Linked DNA regions of Mus musculus: region 2 is linked to region 1. The links are chromatin contacts, called in public Hi-C maps. All regions are on one chromosome and are shown on one strand. Each heading gives the region's core, a stretch centred on a gene start, on an enhancer-like site or on the middle of the called end of the contact. The rest is flanking DNA. Distances are from core to core; before and after follow the strand shown.

Region 1 (3,402 bases), core at 587-3,086:
CTGTAGAACCCTGAGCCCAAAGAAACTCTTCTGTTTGCTTCTGGTTATGGTATCTTCTCACAACAGCAGAAAAGGAATTAATACAGCTTGTATCAGCTGTCAAGTTCCCAACTAGAAGTGACCCAAACTTCACCTTGCTTTGAATATGCAGGTATTTTGCCCATATTTATTTGAAATGTGTGTGTGTGTGTGTGTGTGTGTGTGTGTATACATGGATGTGCACATTTACATGGGTAATTCAGAGCAGGGCATACCCCAGTACATGGAAGTCAGAGAGAAACATTGGGTATCAGTCTTTGCCTTTTGTCTTCTCTGTGGTAGGATGATCTTTCTTGAACTGCTTTTGATCTTCCCGATACTGTCCTCTTTATCTACAAGGTCAGCCCTTGAGAATTCTCACCCCCATTCATCCCCATGAGGATGAGTCCCAGACACTTGGCCTTGCAAGTTTGCTGTGGACAGGTGTGATCTTCCAAGTGTTATGTTTAGTACCAGGTTCCCAGAGAACTGGCTAAGCCAAAGAGGCTGGAGCTGACTACCTGAAACGCCTGCCCTGTACAGATGGCTGGCTGGATCTTAGCCTCATTGTACCTGGATGACAGCCATGAAAACTGTCCCTGGGCTGAAGGCCTGGTATACTTTATTTTTTTCTTTCCGTGTCTCTTTCAGCTGCTTCAAAACTAAACTCTGGGCAGGAGAGATGACTTATCAAGTAAAAGCACTTTTTGCTCTTGTGAGGACCCAGGTTCTGTTCCCAGCACCCACACAATTGTAAACTCTGTTTCCGGGGGGTGTCTGATGCCATCTTCTGGCCTCCATAGGCACTGCATGCATGGGGTGTATTTGCATGTGTAGAAGCAAAATACCTATACACACAATATGAAAATAAGGAAGTCTTCAAAAGCCCCATCTTGCTTCTGTGTGCTATGTAGATACTTAATAAATGTCTGAGCATTGGAGGACAACACCCAGACCTTGTCTCGCAGTTAGCAGCTGGTGAACAACAGAAGCAATAATTTTATATTTGGGTCGAATGACCTTAACCTGGGTCATGTCTCTGTTTATTTGGCAGTAAGGGGATCATGAAATTCTCAAATAATTCTCCCACTTTACTTCATCTGTTGTTCTGTGAGAGGGACTCGAGGCATGGCCCAAGTGGGCTGGAACTTTAGATCCTCTGGCCACAGGCCCCTAGGCACTAGGGTTACAAGTGTCACCACCACATCTGCACACTGTACTGCAGGTGCTGAGGTCACAGGTGTCATCACCACACCTGCACACTGTACTGCAAACCCTGAGGATACAGGTGTCACCACCACATCTGCACACAGTGCAGGTAGGACTTCCATCCTTTGAAGCCAAGATGATTTTCTCATACTGCAGCTTGACAGACAGAGACCAAGTTTCTGAAATGCAGCTAAAGGGCACTGCTGAAGCAGGCAGGCAGCTTTCCTGGGCCACTGGCTCAGGTGAGGCAATGAGCTTTTCACAGCAGGATTGGCCTTGCTAACCAAGGGCTCTGTGAGAGCCCTCTTCTCCGAGGAAACCTAGAGCTTTCAATGTTCCCACAGGGTCAGATGGCTCTCTGCAGAGCCCACCTACCCACAGGGTCAGCATGGCTCTCTGCAGGGCCCACCTACCCACAGGGTCAGCATGGCTCGCTGCAGGGCCCACCTACCCACAGGGTCAGCATGGCTCTCTGCAGGGCCCACCTACCTGCCTGGCATGCACAGTGCGCTGCAGCAAGTTCAAGTTCTTGTCTTCCTTCTGTCCCATCTCCCATCACTCTCACACTGACAGCTGCAGGGACACATGGAGATTGCTTGGCAGCTGCTTGCCACAGATGCTGGGCTCTGTAACACACTCTCCCCTCCCGCGCTTGCTGCTTCTGGGTTTCTCTGGCTGCCTAGATGTCTTCATCACTGCCGAGGGGAGGGGTGCACTCCGAGGTGTAAGCGTGGTGTGAAGCCTTTGGGGACTGACACTGCTGAGCAGACATGCTGAGCAGGCAGGGTGGCTGTGTGCTTAGGGGCCTCTTTGCCTGTTTCTCATTCAGTTGTAGTTTGTTTTTTTAACTATTTTGTGTGCCTGGGAGCCGTTAGGTCTGGCCTGGGAAGACGGTATCAGGATATGTCATTCTTTCCGGGTCCAGAGAGTCTGCCTGCTTCTGTTCTGTTGGCTGCTTCTTGCCAGCAGCTGTCTCCTGACTTAACCAATCCCTTTGCTTCCAACTTGTCTCTTCGACTTCCTGCGACCCTTTCCTGGTGATTTTCTTATAGCCAAACCTGCTACTGACTGTCCCTCCTTGTCACGCTGTGTGAAGGCCAGAGGTTGACATCAGGTGTCGTCCTTGAAATCTCTCACCATGTCTCTGTCTCTCTTTGTCTCTCTGTCTCTGTATCTCTGTGTCTCTGTTTTTCTTTCTCTCTCTCTGTGTGTGTGTGTGTGTGTGTGTGTGTGTGTGTGTGTGTTAAGCCAGCATTTCTCATCTGAATCCAGAGTTCCCCAATTCAGCCCCTTCAGCCAGCTAACTTATATCTTTGGTCCCCTGTCTCCAAGTCCTGAGCGCTGAGGTTACCGTGGGTCTCCACACCCACCTATCATCCAGATGATGAGGAACCAAACACAGTTGTCACCTTTGTGCAGCAGGCACGGGGGTGGTGGGGCCGTCTCCCAGCCCTGCCGGCTTTCCCTTTAACGCAGCCTTCCATGTGTGTTCTTTCAGCCCAGAGTCTGCCTCTTGCCCTGTCTCCCTCCAGGTTTACACCATCTAAGCCAGACAGGGGTTTAGGCTTCTGTCTCCTGCCTTGTCCCTGTCCTTGTCCTCCATGCTCCTATGTTGACCTTGCTTCCTTAGCCTTCTCAGTGAGTATGTGGGCAAAAGTGCTGATTGAACAGCCTGCTCCCCAGCTGGGCAAGGCACAGGTCTGGTCCTTGAAGGGTTAGGTGCTGAGCCAGAGACATGAGAGAGCATCCTGTTTAGACCATGAAATGAGCATTATGATGAGGCTTGAGCAGATCATCTCTCTCTTTCTGTCTGTCTGTCTGTCTCTCCTGCACTTGTCACCTCCTTTTTGTCCTTCTGAGGTCTCTGAAAATTTTAACATGTCTTCAGGTTGTCTCTCCAACTGTCTCGAGTTGTTCAAGGTTGACTTTCTGATGTTCAGCCCAGAGTAGAAACTCAAAACACAGCAGTCCTTGATGGCACCAAATAACTGTGCAAGCAGTGGTGGCCCTGCCAGGGGCCTCCCACTGTGGGCCAACTGCATGTCTGCATGTCTGTCCCACGGAGATGCCTGAATCACCTTGGACTGAAGGACCAATGTGTGTAATGTGGGCCATATTGCCATACGGAACTTCTAATATGTTTCTCGTGTCTCCCTGGCTGCTTGCGCACCTTTG
Region 2 (3,402 bases), core at 425-2,924, 430 kb after region 1:
GAATTCAGAAGTTTAAAAAAAGAAAAAAGAAAGAAAAAGACAGAAGCAACCAGAAGAAGAAAAATTAAACTATAGAATGACATAAATTGGTATCCCCTCCAAAAATACTCCCAAACCTTCAACCGCAAGCTGCCTGTGCAGTACAGAATTGTGCTCACACGCACGCCCTGATCCTTTATTTACCCCAATGCTCGCTGCATTTGGTTGTAAAGGCTGAACCCAGGGCAGGCAGCACAGCACTACCACCAGCCTGCCTGTCACCACCAGAGAGGCAAGGTGTGCTCTTTCTAAGCAAATGACAAGTGTGACCCACCCAAGCACAGAGTCCACAGACTCTTTGCAAAGTGCTCGTTTGTATCTAGAAAATTCCAGCCCAGTGAGAAAGCAGATGGGTAGAGATACCAAAAAAGCGACGACCGGCCTCAAGGCAGAGCCAACAGACGTGCTCTCTGGTGTACACTAAACCCAGGAGTGCTCCTCCAGCCGTTACGAGCAGGGCAATACCCCACCCGAGTGCTCCAGATAGCGAACTCTTATCCCAGTGGCTGTCACCATCATTTACCATATTTTCCATCCAAAAGCTTCTCTCGCGGCTGCACGGAGAGCAGCTTTTATAGCGGAGATGAGTGTCCACCCCTTTCAATTTTCATTGTTACATCTGCTTTGCTATTTCCCTACAGCAGGTTGGATTACAGCGGAAGGATTAACGAGGAGATGGATGCAAACATTTTTATTTCAAATAGCTGCTTTCAGACAAGATCTGGAGAACAGAATCAAGCCATATGATTGTAAAAGAAAAAAAAAATCCCTACCATCCAACTATTGGGCGTCTTGCCATTATTTGTGAATAACATGTAAACATAAACAATTTAACTGAGGGGGGGGAGATGTACATTTTTCATTTGTGTCTAACTAATCATTTTTTTATTATTAATTTGGTCTCTTTTATTTCACATAAATGTCATTTCAAGCACCAAACATCAACAAATAAGATCGTTTATCTTGCTGGGGAAAGCAAAACACTGCACACTGCCATTCAGAGAGGCAGCTGACGTCCCTGCCGCACGACTAATAAAGATGGCCTTCAGAACAAAAAATAATCATTTTCTATTACTTTCCACCAGGCCTCGTCCATAAACGCAGGGCCCGCTGGTAATTGCCTTCAGTAAAGAAGCGGGCTCTGGCTAGTACAATTTCCTAGGATGAAAACCCGAAGAACACCCCAGAATGAGGGTTGAGCTGGGGTGCCTCTCTCTGCCTGCTGTTCTGAAGCCGAGGATGGAGACAAGAAGGGGGGTAGTGTTTTCTTTAGACTTCTATTTTCCTTTTCTTGGCCTGTGTAGAAGGGAGAGGAGGGCGTGGTGGATGTAAAGGAAGACTCGGCAACATAGCCCCAACCTTCCTGAGGCTGGTCCAGCATCTGCTGCACCCAGGCTCGGACATCCAGGACAGCCGCGTCTCTGCACACGTGCATGTGAGCCTCCTGTCACGGGCAGGGAGGCTGCATGGCTGCGCTGATGGATCCAGCGCAAGCCCGCAGACTCCACGCTTCCCAGTCGTGGAAGCATTTGGCTCGCCTGCCCGTGCCGCCTGCTCTGCCAAGCGAGGCGCTGACTCCACAGGAGAACCGTCCTGTCGATCTCTGCAGGAACATAAGACCTTTTTTTCCAAGTAAAATGTTCCCCAACTCTGCAAGGGAGGTTGGCAGTACATCTCCAACTCTGGCCTGTCTTTTTAATACGCTTACAATAGCTCTGTTGGACTGAGACCAGCTGTTGGGACATTACCATTTGTAAATGCTTAAAACAGCTAACTCCTTGTTTTCTTGGCAACAGTGACTGTGGGGTTGGAGGGGGGGAGAAAGAAAAGAAAAGAAAGAAAGAAGGCTAGCTCCAGCCACTTCCATTCAGACATTAAGAACCACTGCCTGCCAGCTTTGGCATTCGGTGGCCATTGTTTGCAAAGCTCTCTTCAACAAGTTTCTCAGCACACCACACTACCCCTCCATTCACCCCTGGGCCCAAGCAGAGCTCAACAGGGGGCTCCCGTCACCTGGGTCCTCATGGAGTTCACACCAACCGTGTGCTCAGTCTTCATCCGAAAGGATGAGAGATGCCCACAGGCTCTCTCTTAAGACCTTCTCTCTAATCCATGTGGTGCCTGCTCAGAATGGTGATCACTCAGTGTTGCGGGATGGGGGGGAAACCACATGAGATCTTCCAGAATTTACCATCCTTTCTTATTTGTGAGTGCATGCGGATGAGGGGAGGATGAGGGGAGGATGGGGGGTGGGGGTGGGGTAACAGAGACTGTAACCAGCTAGGTCCCTCCACATGAGGCCATTCTGAAAAAAGGCTCCTGTTCCAGATCCACTTCTCAACTAAGGGAGGATCTCAGAGAGTCATCTGCAGGAAGGTCCCCAAGTCATCCTTGGCTTCTCAGAATAGATTGGGAAATCCTGGAGGCATGAAGTTCTTCCCTGCCTTCCTACTTCCCTGCTGGGCGGTCGCTGTTGGCAAGGCAGCCTCCAGGGCCATGTGCCCATCCACCATGGGCACTTCACAGGCCTCCAGCCCAGCAGCCCTGGAGAAGAGGCACTGACAGACCCAGCACCACCACAGCGGGGACAATAGACTTTGTGTGCCATGGCCCGCTCTCGTGGCCTTCTGTTCGATGGCCTCCCCCACCAAGGGCAGTGGTGGCTGCATCTGTCCTCGCTCCTTTAGTGGGGTTTCTGGGCATAAGCTAGCATGGTCTGTCTGTGTCACACACACTCTTGGAGATGAGTAAATTCAAGTAGCCAAATGTCTCGGCAGGGTTGAAATCCCACACAGAAGCTCCGAGAGCAAGGGTGGTGCCCAGGACTGGGCTCAGGAGGACGAGCACTTGGTGGGAGCCTTAGACAACTTAGCCTGAGATTGGAAAGTCCCGTGCCCCATTTGATGGCAGTGAGATATGGCCAATTCCTTGTGTGCAAGACAGGAGAGTAAAACAGACAAAGCTCAGACAGCCAGAAAACTAGGCTGCAGACTAAGGAGCAGGGCACAGAGGAAGGAGCAGAGACAATGAGCCACCAAAAGTGGCGGGGGGGGGGGGGACCTACTCCATGGTCTAAACCATCTCAGCTATACCAGCCCGGGGTTTGGTTAGAAAGCCACCCACGTTGCCTCTGTTCTCGAATCACACTCTGAGACCCTTGGTGTGCAGACACTCTGGTGTGAACTGGATGTCTCGTTTAAAAACTAAAGCCTCTCTCTGCATTTGGTAATCAGATCAACGCAAATCAGCCTGTATTCATCTTTTCAGGGGAAAAAAAAATAGCACAAAGTCCTTTGATGGAAGTTTCTGTTTCCCAGGAAAGGTGCCATGCCCAGGACATAGTAGGCTCAGCACACAGTGGGC

What was found. Hi-C and Micro-C count contacts between places; a contact is called where the count stands out from the background.
Region 2: a contact with region 1 is called in a Hi-C map of cerebral cortex, with 1.9 times the contacts expected there. The contact joins two enhancer-like sites. A contact is called at or near these places in 1 of 484 Hi-C or Micro-C datasets (cerebral cortex) and 3 of 115 datasets of contacts at active chromatin or transcription factors (embryonic stem cells, forebrain and hepatocytes).

What each region holds. Positions count from the first base shown.
Region 1 is chr1:190,248,890-190,252,291 of GRCm38.p6, forward strand. No RefSeq gene overlaps it. Among named protein-coding and RNA genes, the nearest start is that of Prox1, 80 kb to the left of the region's middle. Within about 2 kb of position 1,837, at least 16 of the 459 cell types and tissues checked have an H3K27ac peak or open chromatin away from gene starts, as enhancers often do. A contact at or near this core is called in cerebral cortex, where this site is marked.
Region 2 is chr1:190,680,702-190,684,103 of GRCm38.p6, forward strand. No RefSeq gene overlaps it. Among named protein-coding and RNA genes, the nearest start is that of Gm38452, 48 kb to the right of the region's middle. Within about 2 kb of position 1,675, at least 57 of the 459 cell types and tissues checked have an H3K27ac peak or open chromatin away from gene starts, as enhancers often do. A contact at or near this core is called in cerebral cortex, where this site is marked.